Linked DNA regions of Sus scrofa: region 1 is linked to region 2. Evidence: chromatin contacts called from public HiChIP or PLAC-seq data. All regions are on one chromosome and are shown on one strand. The core of a region is the stretch at or near the end of the contact, and the rest is flanking DNA. Distances in the headings are between cores, read along the strand shown. Region 1 holds the start of EIF4G1 (eukaryotic translation initiation factor 4 gamma 1). Region 2 holds the start of DVL3 (segment polarity protein dishevelled homolog DVL-3).

Evidence for each region. HiChIP or PLAC-seq counts read pairs in DNA pulled down with a chosen protein or histone mark.
Region 1: a contact with region 2 is called in an H3K27ac HiChIP or PLAC-seq map of alveolar macrophages. The contact joins the promoter of EIF4G1 here to the promoter of DVL3 in region 2. A contact is called at or near these places in 3 of 5 promoter capture datasets (fetal skeletal muscle and liver), 6 of 47 Hi-C or Micro-C datasets (embryonic fibroblasts, heart right ventricle, liver and 1 more) and 1 of 2 datasets of contacts at active chromatin or transcription factors (alveolar macrophages).

Annotation. Positions count from the first base shown.
Region 1 is chr13:122,202,834-122,207,830 of Sscrofa11.1, forward strand. EIF4G1 (eukaryotic translation initiation factor 4 gamma 1) reads left to right here and starts at 1,954. Exons shown (of 31, transcript NM_001246253.1): 1 at 1,954-2,013; 2 at 2,310-2,396; 3 at 3,448-3,624; 4 at 3,847-3,946. The coding sequence starts at 1,954.
Region 2 is chr13:122,074,109-122,078,783 of Sscrofa11.1, forward strand. It overlaps DVL3 (segment polarity protein dishevelled homolog DVL-3), which reads left to right and starts at 1,746. Exons shown (of 16, transcript XM_021069945.1): 1 at 1,746-2,169. The coding sequence starts at 2,009.

The DNA of each region.
Region 1 (4,997 bases), core at 704-3,203, 130 kb after region 2:
GTATGTCCCTTCAGGCAGTTTAAAATCTTTTGGCTACTGGGCAGGGAGGGGTCTTGGGATTACTTGTTCCACCACTATTTGAAGTTTGTGTGATTGCTTTTAGTTCCTCCCTGGGAATGGCCGATTTTTATTCTTTATAAAAGACAAATCTAGTAGTTCCCTTATTAAAGATCCCACGTTGTCACTGCAGCGGCTCGGGCTGCTACTGTGGCACGGATTCCATCCGAGGTCAGGGGACTTCCATATGCTGGAAGATGTGGCAAAAAAAAAAAAAAAGAGACAAATTTACTAATTCCCTAGTTAGAATGTTTCAATCCTTATTAAACATATAAACATTCAGTTTAATAAGTCTTTTATTGATCTAATCTACATTACTTTCAAAGGCTGCCTAACGTGTGTTTCTTTCCGCATTTGTACCATGATTTACTTCGGCAGGACTGAGTCTTTAATTTCAGTATTCTCAGCCCCCTGCCAGCACTTAGCCTAGCATTCAGTATGCACTCAATAAATGCCTGCTCAAAGTATGAATGAACTAAAGAATCGCGGAACTGAGTCGCAGAGGGGGATCGGTCTGGGAATTCCAAAGTTCGGGAGGGGACACGGGGGCGGGCAGTGGCTGTCACATGACTAGGCGGGGCAAATCCCATGTGCTTCGCGGCACCGGGCAAGGCTCCGCCCTCTGCGCCGGTCACGTGGGGGCGCCGGCTGCGCCTGCGGAGAAGCGGTGGCCGCCGAGCGGGATCCGTGCGGGGAGCCGGAAATGGTTGTGGACTACGTCTGTGCGGCTGCGTGGGGCTCGGCCGCGCGGACTGAAGGAGACTGAAGGTAAAGCCGCCATGTCCGGGCCCGACCCGGCCCCCCCATCCCCTCCCCCCGCATCCGCCGCCATCCGGGCCGGGACCGGCTACCCTGCGCCGCCTCCCCGGCGCCCTGGCTCCTCGGCCCAAGCCCGGGCCCCGGGCCGCCAGGGCCCGATCCCCGGCCCACGTGTGCCCGGCCTGGCCCGGCCTGGCTGCTGGGTGGGGGTGGGGGAGCGCGGGGCCGGAATATGCGGTCCCCGCGGGCTGGGAGGGCGCCGGGTTTCCCGGCTGCTAAGTGCCACCTCGGCCCGACCCGAGGAGGCCCTACGGGCGCAGGCACCGCGACTCCCGGCCCGCCGCCCCCTCCCCCCTTTGCGGCCCGGCCGCCGGGAAGTGACACGTTGTTCTTTGGCACTGGCCGGCGCTGCGCAGGGAGGGCGCAGGGGAGGGAGGCGGCGGCGGCGGGCAGGGAGGAGCCCCCGGCCCCGCCCGCCCTCCAGGCCGACCCTCACTTGCTTCAAACCGGCTCTTCTTCGGCCGCCGCCCGCCTGGCCTTTTACGGCCCGACTGCCGCTTTTCCTGGCCTCCACTCCTGGGCGGCGGCAGGCCTCGCCTCTAGCCCCGTGCGGGTGCACCCGCGGCCACCCGCGGCAGGCGTGCCTTGTGTGCCCCTGGGCCAGGCCCCGAACCCGGTGTCCCCGGGTGGGGGGTGGGGACACCACGGCCGAAGCTGCTAGCTCCGTTTGTGATCCGGGAGCCTGGTGCCAGCGAGACCTGGAATTTCCGGTCTGGTTGGTCTTGGGCCCCGCGGAGCCAGGTTGATACCCCCCACCTCCCAACCCCAGGCCCTCGGATGCCCAGAACCTGTAGGCCGCACCGTGGATTTATTCTTAACCGAGGGGGTGAGTGAGGGGCTGTTTCAGCAGATCAGGGGGGGTGGTTGGAGCTGCGGGTCTGACAAGGTGTCGGTGGGGACATAGGCTGGGTTTTATGCTCCTTCACCTTTTTGGCGATTCCGGGGCTTGTTGTGGGACCCAGACCTTGCTTCATCCCTCCCCCACTCCATTTGCCTTAAGCTTGGGTCCCTTCCCCTTTCCGAGCTCCGCTCTTTCCCAACAGGTGCTGGGGGGACCCTGATGTGGCACCAAATGAAATGAACAAAGCTCCACAGCCCACAGGCCCCCCACCTGCCCCATCCCCTGGACTCCCACAGGTAATTAGGGAGGAATTAGCAGCAACTGGGGTGGGGGTGGGGGAGACCAGGCAGCCGGGTCAGGAACAGGTTCCAACCTCTGGATTTTCCCACCCCCTTCTGTGTCAGGGCAAAGTGCAGCTTCCTGCTGCCAAATTGAGGCAGGGCCCCGGGGCTGTTCTTAGGGGCTGTCTTGGGGAGGGTATATGTGGACTGTTGAGGCTCTTGCCACAGCTCTGCTCCCCTTACTTCACCAGCTTGAGTTTCTGCCCCACCTGGGTTTCCCCTCTTGCTGAATTCTGGTCTCCCCCCTTCAGCCAGCGTTTCCCCCGGGGCAGACAGCACCGGTGGTGTTCAGTACGCCTCAAGCGACACAAATGAACACGCCTTCTCAGCCCCGCCAGGTGAGGGGCTGTGGGGAGGGGAGTAGGGGGCCTGGGTGGGAACCATGTGAAGCTTAGGCCAGTTTGGGCCTAGGATGGAAACTATGGAGGCCTTGTACCTGCCCCAACTTCCTGACAGTTGCTTTCATGCGGTTCTGCACTTTGCACTGTTGATTACTTACGGTGGCTGGCCCCTTGGAGTATGTAGTTGGTGGGGATGGCATTCCTAGGGGTCCTGGTGCCTTGGGGGCAGTGCTTTGGGCCCTGCTGCCAACTCCTGCTTTCCTGTTTTCTTTTACTGGGAGGTTGCCATTGCTCCATTCCCCATCCATCTTTCTCTTTTGGACTGTGGCAAGATAAACACTCCAGCTAGTTCTTGCCTTTCTCTGTTCCCTAAATTCTTCCTCACAAGTGGGAGAGGATTCTTGTCCTGCTTCCTTCATTTTCTTTCCCTCCTCATCACCTTGGGGATAATTCTTTTCTTTCCTGTCCCCATGTGCTCTCAGGGAGGATTCAGGTCTCTGCAGGTAATACCCCATTGCTAATCCTGAACTCTCTCCGGGTCTCACCCTTACACTCTGCCCTAGTCAGGGGCTAGACTCAGTCTGGGTCCTCAGTCTGAGGCTGACCGATGCATGTTAGGGGCTAAATCTTGTGTAGTTCACATCTGGGAACTGGGAGACTGTTGCATGTTAGCGGTGAGCTCCTCAGTACCTTAGGGTGGAGCAGTGCATGCTGGGGAGTATGTTGCTGAAAAAGGCTTTACTTAGGCATGATGCATCTGGGTGTTAGGAAGCCTCTGCTGAAGGATAGCCTGGTGAGGTGATCTGAGTATGCATGGCAGGGAGGGAGTAAATATACAGAGTGCCAAGTGTATACCTGAGTTTGGAGGGCGTATGTGAGTATAAGAGGCCACTTAGCCATCACTTGGTCAAGTGAGTCTTGGAAGTGTTGGTCTTCATGCTCCAAAGCCCCTGGTACTTCTCTCCTGACTAGAGACATAGTGGAATGGCCCTTTTGCTGTCCACCTCCTCCCCTTCCCATTGCCAACTGCCTTCCTCCCTCCTGACAGCACTTCTACCCTAGCCGGGCCCAGCCCCCGAGCAGTGCAGCCTCCCGAGTGCAGAGTGCAGCCCCTGCCCGCCCTGGCCCAGCTGCCCATGTCTACCCTGCTGGATCCCAAGTAATGATGATCCCTTCCCAGATCTCCTACCCAGCCTCCCAGGGGGCCTACTACATCCCTGGACAGGTGAGGCTGGAGGCTTGGGGGCTGGAAGCCACAGAACCTTGTACCCTCCCACCCTCCCCCCTCCCCTCCAGTCCCATCTCTTCTCCAGAGGTGGGACTTCCTTCTGGTCATTGCCTAGAGTTGGCTTGTCCTGTCTTGTCCTACATACTCTTTGTAGTCTGATATGGTCTTCATAGCTCCCTTAACTCCTTCATTCTCATCCTCCCCTTTCCCCTCCACCAGGGGCGTTCCACATATGTTGTCCCGACACAGCAGTATCCTGTGCAGCCGGGAGCCCCAAGCTTCTATCCAGGTGCAAACCCTACAGAGTTTGGGACCTACGGTAAGCAGGGGAGGGAGTTAGGTGAGAGTGAGTCCCAGGGAACATCTAAACTTGCTTACTAATTCCTAAGACCCTTCCCAGGTTTGTCTCTTGGTCTAAAAATGGTAGAGGTAGTAGGGATTGGTGCTTAATATGTAATTGGTGTGGGGGTGGCGGGAGAGGGTCTTATAGTATCGCTGAGAGTTGGGAGTCCTCCCCACATCAAGGAGTATAGTTCAGGCACCAGTTTGAGGGCCTTTGAGTAAATATTCCCTGTGACACTCATTCCATGCTTGGGGGGAGCCCATGTAACATGGATTTGGGAAGTTTTTGTAGCTGTTTTTCATTTATATTCTAGGAAAGGATTAGTCTGTTCTTTATGGCAGTGGTTTCCAAAATTTTTTGATCATCAGGAAAAATTTTGAGTATGTACCTCTAATACGGGTATGTTTCTATTTGTTTATATGTATGCATCATTTAAACAAATAACACTTATGTTGCTTGTCAGAAACAACTGGAAGCTATGGATGATGTTAAAGAACGCATCTCATTTTGGAGACCATTGCTTTAAGGAATTTTCCGCATCCTGGGCCCAGTTCATAATGTGACTTTTTGTTTCCTTGCCCCTTAGCAAAGGGCTGGAGACTGGAACTGGACTCAGGTTGAATGGAACAGGGCTGGCAGATGTTTTTATCATTCCCAGCCAAAGACCTGATTCTGTTTCAGGTTAAGTAGTAGCTGCTCTCTGAGTGTATGTGTATGTTTTGGTGGGGTGCATACATGGTACCTTATGGAGTAGAAGAGGAACAGACAGAGTCCGGGTGGCTGGAGTGTGGTGGGGAGCGAGTGCCTGCCTATAAGGGGTGTGTGTGTGTCAGTGTTAGGAATGCTTGTAAACGCCGTTCAGACTGGTTCCCCAGCTTTGATAGACACCTAATTCCCTTGGGGAGGAGGGTAGGGCAGGGCAAGGGGCTGGCTGTGGGAGAGGAGAGGTGGGTGGGGAAGGGGTGGGAGGTTTTTAGGCAGACATTTGTTGTGTGGTTGGGCCCTAACCCTGCCACTGTTCTTCTTT
Region 2 (4,675 bases), core at 496-2,995:
TACACATATTACCTTGATAAAAAAGTAAAGAAAAAGTAAGGATCCGGCATTGCCATGAGCTGTGGTGTAGGTCGCAGACTCGGCTCAGATCCTGCGTTGCTGTGGCTGTGACGTAGCCTGGGAGGTGTAGTTCCAATTAAACCCCTAGCCTGGGAACCTCCATATGCTGCAGGTGCAGCCCTAAAAAGACAAAAAAAGAAAGGGTATGAAAATAAATAAGATAATGTGCAGGGGCTAGCAAATAAGTAGAATTGCTTAAGTCAAAACTTTAGCCAAGGAGTTCCTGCTGTGGTGTGAGATGGGAGATATCTCTGTGTAGGTTCCATCCTGGTCCGGCTCAGTGGGTTAAAGGATTCAGCATTGCAGAAGTCTGTAAAAGTAGGTAGAGGTTAGAATGGAGAACTTGGACTATCACGCTAAGGACATTTGGAAGGCATTAAGGAATGTGGAGAGGTTTCTGAGCCAGAGGTGTCTGAAAGAGGTCCTTAATCTTGAAATGCTATGTTGGCAACAGTAAACAAAATGTTACTGTCATCTTAAAGGACTGATGTAATCTGGTCCCAGTCTACCTTTCCACCCATCTCCCACAATCACTGTAGTCACAATAACCTTCATCTTGTTTCTCAGAAGTTGATTCTTTTTTTTCAGCCATGCCCTTAGCATGCGGAAGTTCCCTGGCCAGGGGTCGAACCCACACCATAGCAGTGGCCTGAGCCACAACAGTGACAACACCGGATCCTTAACCTGATAGGCCATCAGGGAACTTCTGGCAAGTCTGTGCTTGCCTTGAGTCTTTATACTTGGCTGTGCCCTCCACATGGAATGCTCTTTCCCCCAGACCAGACCTTCTTATAGCTGTTTCCTTGTCAGTTCTAGGTCTTCACGCAAATGGAAGAGGCCTTCTCTGACCACCCATATTCTTCTACACTGTTACGTGACTACATTTTATCTTTCATAGCATTTGTCAGTCTAAAGTTACTTACTCACAAGGCTCTGTGCCTCCGTCCAAGTGAGTGAAGGTCGTGAGAGCAACCTTGTCTGTCTTGTTTTGCTATAGATCACTAAGTATGCCTTGCACATTAGTAGGTAAGAAGATGTTAGGAATGAATTATACCTAGTTCTGGTCTGAGACTTCATGTCCCAGTCAGACACACATCTTCATTCTTATACTCATTCTGCATTCAATCCATTTATTAAATCACTACACTACACCTGGTAGTACTGAGGTTTTAAGAGGGAATCAGAACTCTTGTTCTGTCCACAAGAAGTTCAGTTTGGTAGACTCAAGGACAGCATCTATGCTGCTCAATAGACCCCAAAAGGCCATGTCGAGGCCACTTTCTTACAGAGATACATGGTCAGAACTGCGGCCTTACACCCCCCCTTTCTCTGGGAAGCGAAGCCACCCCTGCATTATATTCCTCCCCAGCTGCAGAAGAGCAGCCGATCTCCCTTGGGTCCAGAGCCTGGGCCTTGAAGAGTTCCGAAACACAGCCATCCTGGAAAGATATGTCTTCCTCTGTGGGGGCCTAGGCGGCCGCCTCCACACTCCCCACGAGCCTGGGATGGGAGCTTGGGAGCCGTGCACCCCACCCCCCGGGAGGGTGGGCGGGGTGTCCGCTGGGTCCGGCGGAGGGCTAGGCCATCTGCCGCGAAGCCAGCGCGGCTCGGCGGCGGCCGGGGGCGGGGCCGCGCCGGGGCGGAGCCGCGCCGGGGTCGGGGGAGGGGAGCGGACCGGGCCGCTGCCCAGAGCCTGGAGGGCCGCGGCCACCGGAAGAGTCGCAGTCGCCAGCCGAGCCGGGAGAGTGGGGAGCGGAAGCGGCGGCCGCGACGGCAGCAGGCGGCGCTGGGACCCGGGAGCGGCCGGAGAACAAGGGAGCTGGCGCCGCGGCCGGCCGCGGAGCTGGGCTGAGCCGCTGGGCCGCGCCGAGCGCCGTCGCCGCCCGAGAGGCCCGGCCCGGCCGCCCGAGCAGGCAGCGCGCGGGCCGCCGGGCCCGAGGCCGGAGCCATGGGCGAGACGAAGATCATCTACCATCTGGATGGGCAGGAGACGCCGTATCTGGTGAAGCTGCCCCTGCCCGCGGAGCGCGTCACCTTGGCGGACTTTAAGGGCGTTCTGCAGCGACCCAGCTATAAGTTCTTCTTCAAGTCTATGGACGACGATTTCGGGTGAGGATGGCCCCGCCTCGCCTCCGGGGGACCCCGGCTCCTCTGGCTTCTAGGGGCCCACTCCGCCAGTTTGGACTCCCCTTGCTCCACTGGCTTCTAGCCCTACTCTGGATTCTAGAGGAGACTCGGCCATTTGGTCCCCGTTGGCTCTTTGAGAGGCTGGACTTCCAGCCCTCTAGGGACTCTCCTACCCCCTCCTGTGGGGGACCTTGGCCCCCTCGTTTAGGGGGAACAAACATCCAACTCCCTAAGACCAATCAGTTCCAGCCCAGTCAAGCCCCTTCACCTCTTCAGAGACCATCAGCCCACACAGACAGACACACCCCCCCTCCACCCGGTGCCAGAGCACAGTCCCCAGCCCCTCCTCCTGCCTACGGAGCCACCTCGCTAGTAGAGACTCGGGGTGTTTGGTATTCGCCTTCCCCTTCTCCATCTTTTCAGCTCCACAACTGAGAGCCATATTTGGAGTAACCCACGTCTAAGGGCTATGCTGTGGGACTTTGAACTGGCTGGGGGTGCTCAGGCTGTAAGCCAAGGCCTGCAGCCCTAATGTTTATTTAGCTGTGTCCCCTGTCCCTTGTGGGCTGTTGGGGCTGTTGTCAGGGAGCAGAGTGCCTCAACCCTGAGGCGTCCCCACTAGCCCAGGTGCTGATTTCCTGGCAGAACCAAGGCCTTTTTCCTCCAGATGGTGACCAAGGGGGAGACCTTAGAAAGGGCCTCGGAGTCTGGACCAGAGGGCCAGGAAGGTTCTCTTGGTGTTCATCTTCCCTCCTGGGGTGGGGGTGGGTGGGGGGTGTCTTCTCTACCCAGCTGCAGGGCTTTGGCCAGGAGGAGTTTGGAAGCAGTGGCTTCCCCTTTAAGAGGGGATGGAATGTTGGAGCCCGGAAGGTTCTGTAGCAGCTGGCCTGGGAGGGGGAGCCTGGCAGATCCCCTCACCACCCCCCAACTCCCAGGGGACTGGGGGAGGGGGAGGCCCCCACACTAGTCTACCCCACACTAACTGGGCACTGGGCCTGGAGGCCTGTGGGGAAGGCCTTCCTGGGCCCTCCAGGCCTGAAGGCCGCCTCTCCAGCGGTAGCCTGAGGCCTACACCGCTCTTTGGAACTGAGGCCCAGAGCTGAGTGAGGGGAGACATTCTTCTCCCCAGAGTTCATCAGCCTGGCTTCTCTCCAAGGACCCCCGCCCTCCTGGCTCTGGTACCTTCTCTGTCTTCTGCCTGGCGTGTTTTGCTGTCACCTTTCCCCCTGGAACTCTGGGTTTGATGAGCCCGTGAGATCATATGTGTGAAAGTGCTTTGTACAGTGGGAAGTGCTATGCAGCTTCTAACTATTCTTGTTCCTGTTGTTGTTGTTTTTCCTGCCTTGGGGTGGGTACTCCTGTGTAGTAATGATTGTCTGGCTTCAGTCCTGAGATAGACACCTCTGATTGGAAGATTCTGAAGAGGGATCGATCTATCGGCAAGGGGTGGAAGTGAGGGAGGGGCAGTGTGGTCGCCTCGGCCTGGTAAGAGAAGAATGGAGTTCGAAGAGACTAAAATACTGCCTCAGGGTATGGAATAGGGGAAAATCAGCCAGAGTCCAGTGCACTGGGGCCAGGTGCTTTGAGGGACTAGGTCAAACCTGTGTCTCCACTCCCTACTCATCACAGAGCCCACTGGGCCTAACCCCTACCTCCTAAACCTAGATCTCTGTGGGCTGTCTCCCACTCTCCCCAGACTGCTGTCAAGCCAGGCCTAACTGTAGTCACAGGGGGTCCCCATTTCATCCTCTCACTGTTGATTTAATATTCTTTAAATACGCTGTCAGTCCACTCACTCTTTCTTCGTTTGACCAAATCAACAATATGAACCACAGGTCTGATTTGCTGTTTATATTTCTTTCTAAAATATGTTAAAAATAAATATTTAACTCGAATTAAACATTCATTCAGGTATACCTAAAGCCATCTTGCATTCATCAGTGGTACTTGAACTTGAACCATCCTATGTAAAATATTAGAGTAGGCCATTTTAGCATGGTTGCGAACAATAGTAAAAGCAAAGTAGAGATTGATTTTGTCTTTAGCTCCAGAAGGAGTAATGAGCAAGAGACCTGATTGGGCTATCTTGTCACAGAGGACTAATAGCTGAGGAATATATATATATATTTCATTTATTTATCATACTCTCTGTGGTGCTGACAGTGTGCAACATGGTCTAAATGACTTTCAAATCTTTACTCATTCAATCCTCTTAACAACCCTAAGGAATAGGTAGTAATACCCCCAGTTTATAGATGAGAAAACTAATGCACAGAAAATTAAGTAACTTACCCAAGGTCACACAGCTAATAAGTGGCAGAGGGGTTTTTTGTTTTTTTGTCTTTTTAGGGCCACACCTGCAGTATATGGAGGTTCCCAGCCTAGGGGTCCAGTCAGAGCTATAGCTGCCAGCTTATGTCACAGCCACAGCAATGCCAGATCCGTGCTGTGTCTGTGACCTACACCACAGCTCACGGCAACGCCAGAT